Linked DNA regions of Sus scrofa: region 2 is linked to region 1. The links are chromatin contacts, called in public Hi-C maps. All regions are on one chromosome and are shown on one strand. Each heading gives the region's core, a stretch centred on a gene start, on an enhancer-like site or on the middle of the called end of the contact. The rest is flanking DNA. Distances are from core to core; before and after follow the strand shown. Region 1 has its middle 110 kb from the start of CAPN13. Region 2 has its middle 110 kb from the start of LCLAT1.

What was found. Hi-C and Micro-C count contacts between places; a contact is called where the count stands out from the background.
Region 2: a contact with region 1 is called in a Hi-C map of heart right ventricle, with 3 times the contacts expected there. The contact joins two enhancer-like sites. A contact is called at or near these places in 3 of 47 Hi-C or Micro-C datasets (fetal heart ventricle, heart right ventricle and skeletal muscle).

The regions. Positions count from the first base shown.
Region 1 is chr3:108,639,698-108,645,620 of Sscrofa11.1, reverse strand. No RefSeq gene overlaps it. Among named protein-coding and RNA genes, the nearest start is that of CAPN13, 110 kb to the right of the region's middle. Within about 2 kb of position 2,285, at least 4 of the 83 cell types and tissues checked have an H3K27ac peak or open chromatin away from gene starts, as enhancers often do.
Region 2 is chr3:108,919,437-108,925,359 of Sscrofa11.1, reverse strand. No RefSeq gene overlaps it. Among named protein-coding and RNA genes, the nearest start is that of LCLAT1, 110 kb to the right of the region's middle. Within about 2 kb of position 3,064, at least 29 of the 83 cell types and tissues checked have an H3K27ac peak or open chromatin away from gene starts, as enhancers often do.

The sequences.
Region 1 (5,923 bases), core at 1,036-3,535:
CTACAGTTGCCAGCCTACACCACAGCCACAGCAACGCAGGATCTGAGCCAGGTCCGCAGCCTAGACCAGAGCTCATGGCAATGCCGGATCCCTAACCCACTGAGGGAGGCCAGGGATCGAACCCACAACCTCATGGTTCCTAGTTGGATTCGTTTCCGCTGCACCATGGCAGGAACTCCACCTCTCTCGTTTTATTCACACACCTTACCTTGAATTTTTAGTAATATTTTTTTCCTTTTTAGGGCTGCACCTGTGTCATATAGAAGTTCAGGCTATGGGTCAAATTGGAGCTGCAGCTGCTGGCCTACACCACAGCCACAGCAACGTGGCAACACTGGATTCTTAACCCACTAGGTGAGGCTAGGGATTGAACCCACATCCTCATGGATACTAGTTGGTTTCTTAACCTGCTGAGCCACAATGGGAACGCCTTACACTGCATTTTTAAATAACACCCCCACCTGCCCCCAAGACCTGCCCGTGGTCAGGACTTCCCACGGGCAGGGCAGTATGAAAAGTCATGCTGCCCACAAGGTGACACAGTAGCACGGCCCCTCTGGTCCCCAGAGAGCCCTTACATGGGGTGGATGATTTGCAGATGCACGCTGGAAACCTGGGCTCTCCCTGGAGATTTCTGGGAAGCGGGGAGGGAGGCAGGGCATCTGATGGGGTGGGGTGAAGGGGGGGAGGTCAGGCAGCTGCTAGAAACCCCCTTTCCCAAATCCAGCCGGGGCAGCTCCACCTTCATCTGATGGGCTGGGCTGGGCTTCCTGATAAACTTTGTATTTGGACCCAGGGACCTGCACCCCCAAATGTCATGGGACCACGTGGGTCCTCCCAGGCCTGCACCCACCAGACTGCCTTTGTAGGGGGAGGATGACACCAGGTTCTTCGGGGCCAGCAGACCGTGAACTTCTCTGTTAAGGCAATCTGGTGAAGCTTATCCCCTCCTCTGAGCAGTATTTGCAAATGCATTAGAAGACATGAGACTACAAAGGAAACCAATCACACTGAAATACAGTTATCAAAATATTTTTTAAGACCTCACATCTATGATAGAGTATGGCAAGTGCTTCTTTGTTAACACATTAATGAGATCTAGAGACAGGTCTAACCACCACCCTAATTCCTCAGCCAAGATGAGCTTCCCCAGTAATTGAGGATATCTGCAGCCAGTGCCCTGTGATAGAAAGAGTTTCTGGGATTTCTACTGGGGACAAATCACAGATGCTGCTAAAACATCTGAGGTCCCTTGCCTACATCCGTAATAGAAGGAAGTGTTAAATGTTGGCTGAAGGTTGGTGAAAATAAAGATGTCATATTTTTTCCCATTCAAGTGTTCAGATTCTTTGAACTCTGTCCGTGGGCCCCGCAGCCCCTAACGGAAATCCATCAGGATGGTGCATATCTGCCAACCAAATTCGTATCCCTAATGCCAATGTTGGTATGTTTTTCTGGAGCAGCTGGCACAATGGCCCAGCTCGGCCATGCTGTGCTCATTCCCGGTAACCAGCGAGGGGGCGTGCTTCTCAGCATCTTTTCCCACTAGCTTGTGATCAGCTGCCCCTGGCCCCAAGACTGTCTTTAACTGTCTCTCTACCAAGGAAAGCTGCAAAAGAGGCCTGCAGCTCTGGGTCCATGGGCCTCACCCTCTGCCCCAAGATCAGACACTCACTCCCGTCCCAGCCTTTCCCCATATGCACGCTGCAAGCTCACTCCTCAAGAAGGAGACTCCAGAATCATCCATCAGGTGGCTCACTCTGCCCTGTTGAAAGAACAGAACATCTCTGCTGCAAAAGCATGAGATTAGGCAGACTACAGAGAGCTATTTCGGGACGAATGGTTTCTTTTCCTCCCTCTGATGGCTGGTGTTCAGACTCATTCACAGAATGCCACAGAGGTCAAGGGAGCCGAGGAGAGGGTGGGGTTTTCTCCCCGCGCCAGGGGCGGGGTGGGGAAACCAGGGCTCAGAGCAGGGCTCAGCATGCCTCCCCTCCTTCTCAGGACGGAATAGATAGGTGTTTACAATTTTTCAGAAACCCCATAGCGGTGCCCAGTCACCTTTGGGGCAGCCCCCTGTTTGGTGGGCTCGTAGCTCAGGCAGGAAGATGGCAAATGGCAGAGCTGGGTCTGGATGAGCCCAGACAGAGCCAAGGATGTCAGAGCCAGAAGGGACCCCAGAAGGCATGCAGCCCACCCCCCCTCAGTGCCCAGATGAAGAGCCTAGACCGTATGCCCAGAGCCAACACCAGCAGCCCTGCGCCCCTCTCCACGGGCCTCACCCTCAAGGGCTCAGCGAGCCCTCTGGTCTGTGTAGTAGCTCCTGCCACCAAGGGTCTAAACAAATGGACTGTAGCTCCCCCACCTGCGGGACTCTCCCTGCTTGTCTGCCCCTGCTGTGCTGCACTGACGCATCTTCCCGCCTTGGCGCTGGAGGTGCGCCACCCCTGCCACAGCACCACCCAGAGCTGGTCCAGGGGAAAGGGCTGCTCCTGATGGTGACCTTGCCCCAGGGCTTTATGGGTTGGCGAGTCCTGAGGGGACCAGCCTGTGTTTTCCAAGCTTATATGGTTCATCTTGACCCTTGCCTCAAATTTCTCCAACACGAGACGCCTCCTCCAACCCTCTGCCATGGGTCACCTGCAAATGTCTGCAGATCTGTGCCCTGCCACGTCTCTGAAGACAGGGGCAAACTCCCCATTCTGATGCAGCCCAGCCACTCCCTCTGGGCCTTCTCTCCGGCTTTCTCAGGCTCCTTCAGACTCTGCTGGGCAGAGGGCTGAGCACAGGAGTTCTTCATGCGGTGCAGGAGGGAGGATGGTGTGGGGCCCTTGACTCCCTCTTTCTGTCTCTTTCCCTGTGGGCAGCCCCCAGCCTTGGCTCCAGGGGTCCCATCCTCCCGGCTCTCCTCCCTGGCCTGTGAGATTCTTTTATTTTTTTGTCTTTTGTCTATTTTTCTTTTCTTTTTTTTTTTTTTTAGGGCTGCACCTGCGGCATATGGAGGTTCCCAAGCCAGGGGTCCAATCTGAGCTGTAGCCTCCTGCCTGTGCCACAGCCACAGCAACATGGGATCCGAGCAGCATCTGCAACCTACACCACAGCTCAAGGCAATGCTGGATTCTTAACCCATTGAGTGAGGCCAGGGACCGAACCCGCCACTTCATGGTTCCTAGTCAGATTCGTTTCCACTGCGCCATGACAGGAACTCCGGCCTGTGAGATTCTTTCTCATGAAAGCCTGTAAGCTCCTTCACCCCAAGCAGACATGCCCAGAGCTCTCCCTGCTCTGGAAGGTTGCCCAGGATCTGAGCCTTAAGCTGGAAGAGCAGCAGCTCCCCATCTCCCAAGTCAGGGAGTGGGAAAGGGGTTCAGAGCTGTGGCCTCCCTGGAGGCTGAGGGTGGTGACACAGGCCCTGAAGCGGGCCTTGCATGTGGAGCCGTGAGGGAAGCTGGTGCACGTCCTAAAAGAAAGCCACTCGAAGGCCCTTGTTTGGGCCAGGAGACGCGGGGGCTCACAGAGCAGGTAGCGGAGGCTCTGTGGGGGTGGGCCAGTGGGCCAATAAAACCCAGACCTCCAGACCCTCTGGCTTCGACCTGGGCCTGCTGCTCCCTTCACACAGGAGAGTGGGCAGGCCTAAGAGAAGCTCTCTGTTCCTACGCAGTTTGGGGGGCCTCCTCCCCAGCTCTCTGGTCCCTTTTGTCCCCTTGTGCTGAAGCTGCATGGAGCAAAGAGTGCTCCGAGTGTGGCCGGGGTGGGAAGAGCTACAGAGGTGAAGCTCCGCACACACCTTCCCCACCTAGAACCTTCTCAGCCTGCCCAGTGCCCACCTTCTCTCTCACCATTCCCTTCCGTCCCTTCCTGAGTTCCAGCCAGAACTGCCCAGTGACACCCAAACACGGCAGGCTTCTGCAGGCCTTTGCACGTGGCCTCGCATGGCTTAGCCACCCCCAAGCCCAGTTCAAACACCAGCCACTCGGCACAGCTCCCTCCACGAGGGCCTGACCGTGTCTTGCTCTTTGAACCTCCAGTACCAGCCACAAAGCTGGGCTCAAAGGACGTGTTCAGAAAATCATCTTTATTTTTTTGTCTGTTGTCTTTATAGGGCCGCACCTGTAGCACGTGGAGGTTCCCAGGCTAGTGGTTGAATCGGAGTTACAGCTGCCGGCCTACAGCAACAGGGGATCCAAACCGCATCTGCAACCTACTCCACAGCTCACGGCAACGCCACATCCTTAACCCACTGAGCGAGACCAGGGATCGAACCCGCGTCCTCACGGATACTAGTCGGGTTCATTAACCACTGAGCCACGGCAGAAACACCCCAGAAAAATCTTTACTGAACGACTTAGGCACCAGCTGTGTACCAAGCCCTCTGCACCATCCAGAGCATAAGACAACTTCATAAGCCAGGAGGGGAAGCAAGAGGCCGACCCTGCCTGGAAGGAGAGGTACTCCCTGAACTGGACACACCAACGAGCAAGACTCAAGAAAACAGAAGAAAAACAGAATTTGAGTGTGGTTTATATCACCTCCAGAGGGAGGCATGCCACCAGCTCATTTGTTCCAATGCGGGACCAAAATGTTGGTTTTCTATTTCAATTTATTTTTAGCCTTTTACTTTGTTATGTTTATATTTTTCAAAAGCCTTAATGTACATCATAGGGGTTCCCGCTGTGGCTCAGTAGGTTGAGAACCTGACTAGGATCCATGAAGATGCAAGTTCTATCCCTGGCCTCGCTCAGTGAGTTGGGGATCCGGCGTTGCCGTGAGCTGTGGCAGAGGTCACAGACACGGCTCGGATCTGGTGTGGCTGTGGCTGTGGCTATGGCGTAGGCTGGTGTCTGCAGCTCCGATTTGACCCCTAGCCTGGGAACTTCCAGATGCCATGGGTGTGGTCCTAAAAAGAAAAAAAAAAAAGAAATTAATGTGCACAGTCTATTTGTACAGTCATTTATGCCATTTAATTCCAAAATAAATGTGCATTTATTGGAGGGCATGCCGAAAGCTGTTTTACTGATAAGAGGGTTGGTTTAAACTGTGCTGGGTGAGAGCCTCTGGCAGGAGAATCAGGAGCGCCGCCTGGGGGTCTGCCCTGCCCCCTCATCCCCTGCCTCCCCACAAGGGACACAGTCCCCTCAGTGCTCTCACTTCCTTTCCGCCCATCTGTGCTCCTGAACCAGCTACCTGCTGCTCTAGTCCCTGTCACTCCGAGCCATCACCCCCCAGGCCTGGGCATCCAGCGAGCGAGGCACTCAGGCTGCCCTGTACGCCCTGCTACCCCCAGCAGAGGGTCTCAGCCCTGCCTCTGGGGAGAAGTGCTGGAATGGGTCTCAGCCCAGCCAACCTGGGAAGCAGTTCCAATGCTGGGAAAGCAGATGGAATGATTTTCTGTTCAGTTTTCCCAACAGAAACCACTTGGAATTTTATGTCCCTGAACATATCGTTTCCATGTTCCACGTTTCTGCTCAAATTCTTCTCCCTGCTGCCCAGGAGCCTTTAACTTTGCAAATAGCCCTTCCTTGGCCGCGCTGGGGAGGTTAGAGCCATCCGTCTCTACCTCCAGCGTTTTATTTCAGTAGGGATTCTTGAAGTCCCTGCTGAGAGCCTGGCCTGGGGACAGGTACCTGTGATTCCAGACAAAGTCAGCCAGAGGGGAGGCAAGCAGAGATGCCTCTTACCGGACCTCATTTTAAACTTTGCGCCAGGTACCGGGCTGGGCACTGTGTAATGTCACTGGTCCTCCCAGCAGACCTGTGACATATAGGCTAACATCCTCATTTTACAAATGAGGAAACGGAGGTGTTGGAGGCTGGGGAGTGTCCCCTGTCCCTGCCTGAGCTGCCCGTGTCCTAATTCTCAGAGCCTGGGAGCAGGTTCCCATCCAAGGCAAAGGGCTTTGCAGATGTGATTGAGGATGTGGGGA
Region 2 (5,923 bases), core at 1,815-4,314, 280 kb before region 1:
AAGAAAGCAGGAAAAGCTCATGTGAAGGCTTGAGAGAACCACCAGTAGGTCATATGCAGGAGTCCCTCACTGTCCCCCTGAGAGCACCCAGGAGATGGGGGAGGCGGGGGTCGGGGCATATTATCTGCTTTGCACCATGATCTGGGGTTGGATGGGGAGGAATAAAGGGGAAGACAACTGATTTATTTATACCTGTATCTTTCCCTCTCAAGAGTCAGCATGAAGAAGTACCATCCACTTGGTCATTTAGCAGGAAAAATGCACTTGACTGTGTTCCAGGATGGTCAGGATCACCTGTACAAATAGGCAGACAGGTGAGGAGGTAGCAGCACAGCCTGGGAAACCAGGTGCCCCCATCCCAGCTCCATTGTGACCTGCACTTCACTTTTCCTGTCCAGAAAATTATTTATCTTTATGCAAGAACTGCAGTGCTACCCACTTGCAGCTGTGCTGGGAAAAGTCAGGAATAATGTTGATAAAGCATCTGGCCTCAGAGTTCCCGTCATGGCGCAGTGGTTAACGAATCAGACTAGGAACCATGAGGCTGCCAGTTCGATCCCTGGCCTTGCTCAGTGGGTTAAGGATCCGGCATTGCTGTGAGCTGTGGTGTAGGTCGCAGATGTGGCTCGGATCCCGCGTTGCTGTGGCTCTGGCGTAGGCTGGCAGCTACAGCTCCGATTCGACCCCTAGCCTAGGAACCTCCATATGCCCCGGGAAGCAGCCCTAGAAAAGCAAAAAGACAAAAAAATAAATTAAAGCATCTGGCCTCGTAAGCCACCAAATTGGAGTCTTTTGCAAGTGATGCTCTGATGACCTCATCTGAAAGCTTCTGTGTGCGCTGGGTGCTTGGAGCAGAGTAAGATGAGTCAGGTGCCAGCCCACTTCTTTTCCAAGGACCAACGTCAGCTTTGTTTACCTTTGAAGCCCCAGGTATGGTTGAGCTTGAAAGTCCCTGGGAGGGTTAGGCCATTTGTCCAGCTCCATCATGAGCTTTGTGAAGTGGGAGGCAGAGGTGCTAGTGTGTGCACCAAGGCCTCCTCTAAAGCTCACCCCCTTTTCTCTTTGACTTGCCCTGATACCTTCAAACCCCAACACCTACCTCCCAATTATGTTCATCTCTGTTTGCTCATCTCTCCAGTCCCTCTCCCTGGTAACTCTGACTTCTCCCTCTGATCTCTCTGTCTTCCCCTTTTTTCTTCTCCTCGATGATTGGGTGGCTAACAAAACCAGGGAGACATGCAGTGTTATACATGCAGCAGGCTGGAACCACCTTCCCATGGCTGCAGCAAGCTTCATGATACTGCAGTGCCAGGCGTGGGGTTTCTGCAGGGCTGACAGAGGAAACAGCCCACTTGACCCAGCTCAGAAGGAGATGGAGCTGTAAGAACTGCATCATTAAGAAATTGACTCACGGAGTTCCCTTCGTGGCTTAGCGCAAATGAATCTGACTAGTATCCGTGAGGATGTCGGTTTGATCCCTGGCCTCGCTCAGTGGATTAAGGATCCAGTGTTGCTGTGAGCTCTGGTGCAGCTCGCAGATGCAGCTGGGATCCTGCATTGCTGTGGCTGTGGCCGGCAGCTACGCTTCTGATTCAACCCCTAGCCTGGGAACTTCCATTTAAAAAAAAAAAAGAAAGAAACTGACTCACAAATTGCTGTTGCTAGGTAGAGCCTTTGAGAGAAGAGACCTCAGACTGCAGTAGTGACCATAAGAATTTATGTATCTGCTCGCCCTCTTTCTGCCTCACACACCTGAGTTGGCCACAGGGTTCCCTGGTCATAAGGACAGCAAAGGAGTCCCAGAGACACAGGATATTGGCAGTATTCCAGAACAGTCTGGCCCTCTCCTCTTGCTTCTATTCCCAATAAGGTTTACGAAGCTTAATAAGGCTTAGAGGAAGCTTGCAAATAAGTTCTAGGCTCAAAGAGTGGCACTCCTTTTCTCTGGGCCCAAGAAACTCTCCAGGTTGAAAAACCAATGAAATTGGCATGCCTCACTGCCTGCTGACCACAGATAACTGTTCAGTCTCAGCAGGTGGGTGAGTGCAGTTGCAAAGGATTGTGGGAGTAAATAGAGCAGGTATCTAGATACGGTGACCTGTGGGTTCAAAGGCTCTTGTTTTCTTCCCAGTTCCTCCTCTGACTCTCTCCATGACCCTAAACATTGTTGCCTTTTTCTGTGTCTTGGTCTCCCTGTTTATAAGACAGGCTTGTAACGAGGAGAAACCAATACATAATTGGAAAAAGAAAATGCTATGTAAATAATATTAGAGATTCCCCTGCTGTTTGCTTGACAGCAGTTCACTTAGAAAGTTCAAAATCTTTTTGATCTGAGATGAGAGGGACCAGCTGCTGCGAGATGAAGTCTGATTTAATCCAGAGTTAACTTTCCAGAAGATCTTTGTAGATAATGCGTGATGCTTCTTTGTAGTCTCAATGCAGGACCAAGGTGGAGAAGATGATTTGTGGCATTGCTAACAATTGTAAACGATCATTTCTGATCAAACCATTTTCTTCTTTCTGTCTCGTTTATGTTTCCCATGTACATCATGCTGTAAAGATTCAAGGGACCATTCCCTCTGAAGAGGGACTTCTGACCTCCCAAACGCCATTCATGCTATGTATTTAAAGAATAGTGAGACGTGATGGTTCCATATAGCAGAAGCTTTGCAAAATTGGGAATGGAAAGTATTCTCAGCATTTATGACTCCCTACTTCAAGGGACATTAAGATAACGTGACTCAGGGAACCAATATGGAGAAGGGCTGTTTGGGGGGCCGTGGCGGGGTAGGGGTCACACAACGTACTCACTGGACCACATACAACTGTCTCCCGGCCATCCTCCCTCACGTCTCCCCAGCCAGATTGGAGCAGCCTGTGGAAAAAATTCCTGTCTATTTTCAGAAACAGATAAAAGCATTCAGATTATGCAGTGCAAATCTCAGCCTGAAAGCGGCTGGAAAAATCTGTTCCTTGCCACTGTCACTGACCCCCCTGACCCCTTCAAGTAATGACATTCAGGCCTGCTTCCCCTCCCCTCTCCTCGCCCCTACCCGTACAGACTGACCCTTCCACCGCCCATCTGCTTCTTGTCTGCACAGTCAGAGCATTCATGCCTCTGAGAGCTGGAGACAAGGGAATTGAAGTTGATAGAAAAAAAAAAAATTAATCAGCTGGTTCAAGGAGAAGTCAGGGTTAAATCCAGGTTTCTTTTTATCAGGGTTTTGGAGGGAGCCTAGTTCCAGGGCTCCCCGGTCCAGTCCCCGACTCCCTACCCAGGGCTCACAGAGAGGAGCCTCCGTCTCAGACAGGCACGCCAGCCTCATTTGCTAACAAGATCCTCCCTGGGGAGAACAATATTCTATCCTGGGCAAAGCTGCCCGAGACCAGATGTCTCCGTGTCCTGATCTCCCCCAAGCATAAGAGGTTTGGGAACACTGACTAGTTCATCAGACTGGATCTTTGGTGCAGGGATTATTCCGGCTTTAGGGAAAAGCCTGTTCAGAGACGCCTCTACTGTCCAGTGCACTCTTATTGCAATGAATCAGTTATGCTCTGAAGATGCGCAATTGTAAACACAATAAACCAGGCTTATGCTTAGTGAATCAGGGAGCAAATAGCAGGGAGGACCATTCGGTTAACTGTTCATCTGGGCAGCAGTGGGGGTCTCAGGGATCCATGCCGAAATTTTCTTTCTTTCCAGAACGCTTTGGGTTTAGCCCTGCTCACTGAATAATTCATTAAGCACCAAACTCCTCCTATAAGAGTACTTGTTTCGAGTCCTGGTTTTCCCACTTCCACACAAAACAATGGGTTCACAATCCAAATAGAAGCCAAACAAAGCAGCCGCTGAAGGAGCCAGATGGGCTGACTCTTCCTGAGGGAATAGGATGGGTCTCTTGTTTCCTCCCTGGCATCGTCCTCTGGGTGCACCAGAGGGAGGGCAGCGCTGGGGTGAAGAAGCCACCAGTCGAGCAAGGACGTTTTCAAGAGGGAACAAGGGCCCATCCGTCCAGCAGGATGGAGCCATTCATTGCACCCAGGAGGGGCTCTTGGATTGGAGGGACAGAGGGCAGGAGCAGAGCAGCTGCCAAATAGACTCCAGGTGCTCAGACAACCACAGGGGGTAGGGGTGGGGATGTGGACGGAGCAAGGAACCTGGGGGACCCTGCTAAACTCCACCCAGGCTCAAGATCCACATTTTCGTTTGAAGGCTCATATTCTGCAAAGCAAGAACCTAGGATCAAAGGCCATGGTTGTGATGTTTAATAAAAAGCAGTGGCAGAACACTAGAAGGGAAAAATCATAGCTCAAATCATACCATCTGGTACATCTTTGAATGCTTTATACAACTCCAGGCCTTTATTCAGCTGGTCCCTCTGCCTGGAATGTACCACCTTCTCTGCTTGTCAGACTCCTACTGATTTTATTATTATTATTGTTGTTGTTGTTGTTGTCTTTTTAGTTCCACACCCATGGCATATGGAAGTTCCCAGGCTAGGGTTCAAATCGGAGCTACACCTTCCTCCTATGCCACAGTCACAGCAATGCAGGATCTGAGCCATGTCTTCGACCTACACCACAGCTCATGGCAATGCCAGATCCTTAACCCACTGAGCGAGGCCAGGGATGGAACCTGCCACCTCATGGATGCTAGTCAGATTCATTTTCACTGAGCCAGGATGGGAACGCCTCCTACTGATCCTTAAAAACCCAGCTGAAATATCTCCTCTTCTGCAAAGCTTTGCAATATTCCTCAGGCAGGAAAAAAAATCACATCTTCCTTTGTACTCCAGCAGAATCATCTCTCTCCACTGTGATGCTTATTATCTTCTGATTTGTGTTCTCATTAGTGAAGTATGTGTCTGTGTCCTCCAACTGGGTGTGAGCATCTTGAGGACAGAGCCTGGGTTTTATTCAGATTTTTTGCCACCCATTCCCAAATCATGTCCTTACCATCACCGTGGAGTCCCAAACACCAGCTTAAATCCAGAGCAGTGATGTGTAAGGGACTCTCATCATTCTTTCTAATTTTTTTTTTTGACAAAATTTATGTAACATAGGAGTTCCCGTTATGGCTCAGCAGGTTATGAACCTGACTAGTATCCTTGAGGATGCTGGTTAGATCCCTGGCCCTGCCCATTGGGTTAAGGATGTGGGGCTGCTGCAAGCTGTGATGGCTCTGATCCGGCTTTGCTGTGGCTGTGGCTGTGGCTGGCAGCTGCAGCTCTGATTAATCCCCTAGCCTGGGAGCTTCCATATGCTGAAGACGTGGCCCAAAAAAGAAAAAAAAAAAAATACATAGCATAAAAATCACTTCTTTCATCATTTAACCTGTATATTTCAGTGGTTTTTAGTATATTCACAACATTGTGAAACTACCACCACTAATTCCTAACGCTTTATCATCTTCCGAAGAAACTCTGTGGCAATTAAATCGTCACTTCCTATTGTCTGCTGCCCCAGCCCTGGGGTACAACAATAATCAATCTCATCTTCATGGATTTGCCTATTCTGGACATTTCATATAAATGGAATTCTACAGTATGTGGTCTTTTGTATCTGGCTTCTTTCAAAACAATATTTTCCAGGTTCATCCGTGTCACAGCGTGTATCAGGACATTTTGCTTATCAAGTCATCAGTTGGTGAACATTTGGGTTGTTGCTGCTTTTAACCACTATGAATAATGCTGCCTTGAATATTAGTTTACATGTTTTCCTGTAGACATATGTTTCCTATGAGAAGAATTGGTGGATCATATGGCAACTCTATGTTTCAAACTTTGAGGAACAGCTTTTCTAAAGCAACTGAGCCATTTTGCAATCCCACCAGCAATCTATGAGATACAACTGCAATAATTCCTTCACATCCTTGTCAATACTTATAATTTTTAAAATAATTTTCTATCTTTTTACTGTTGTT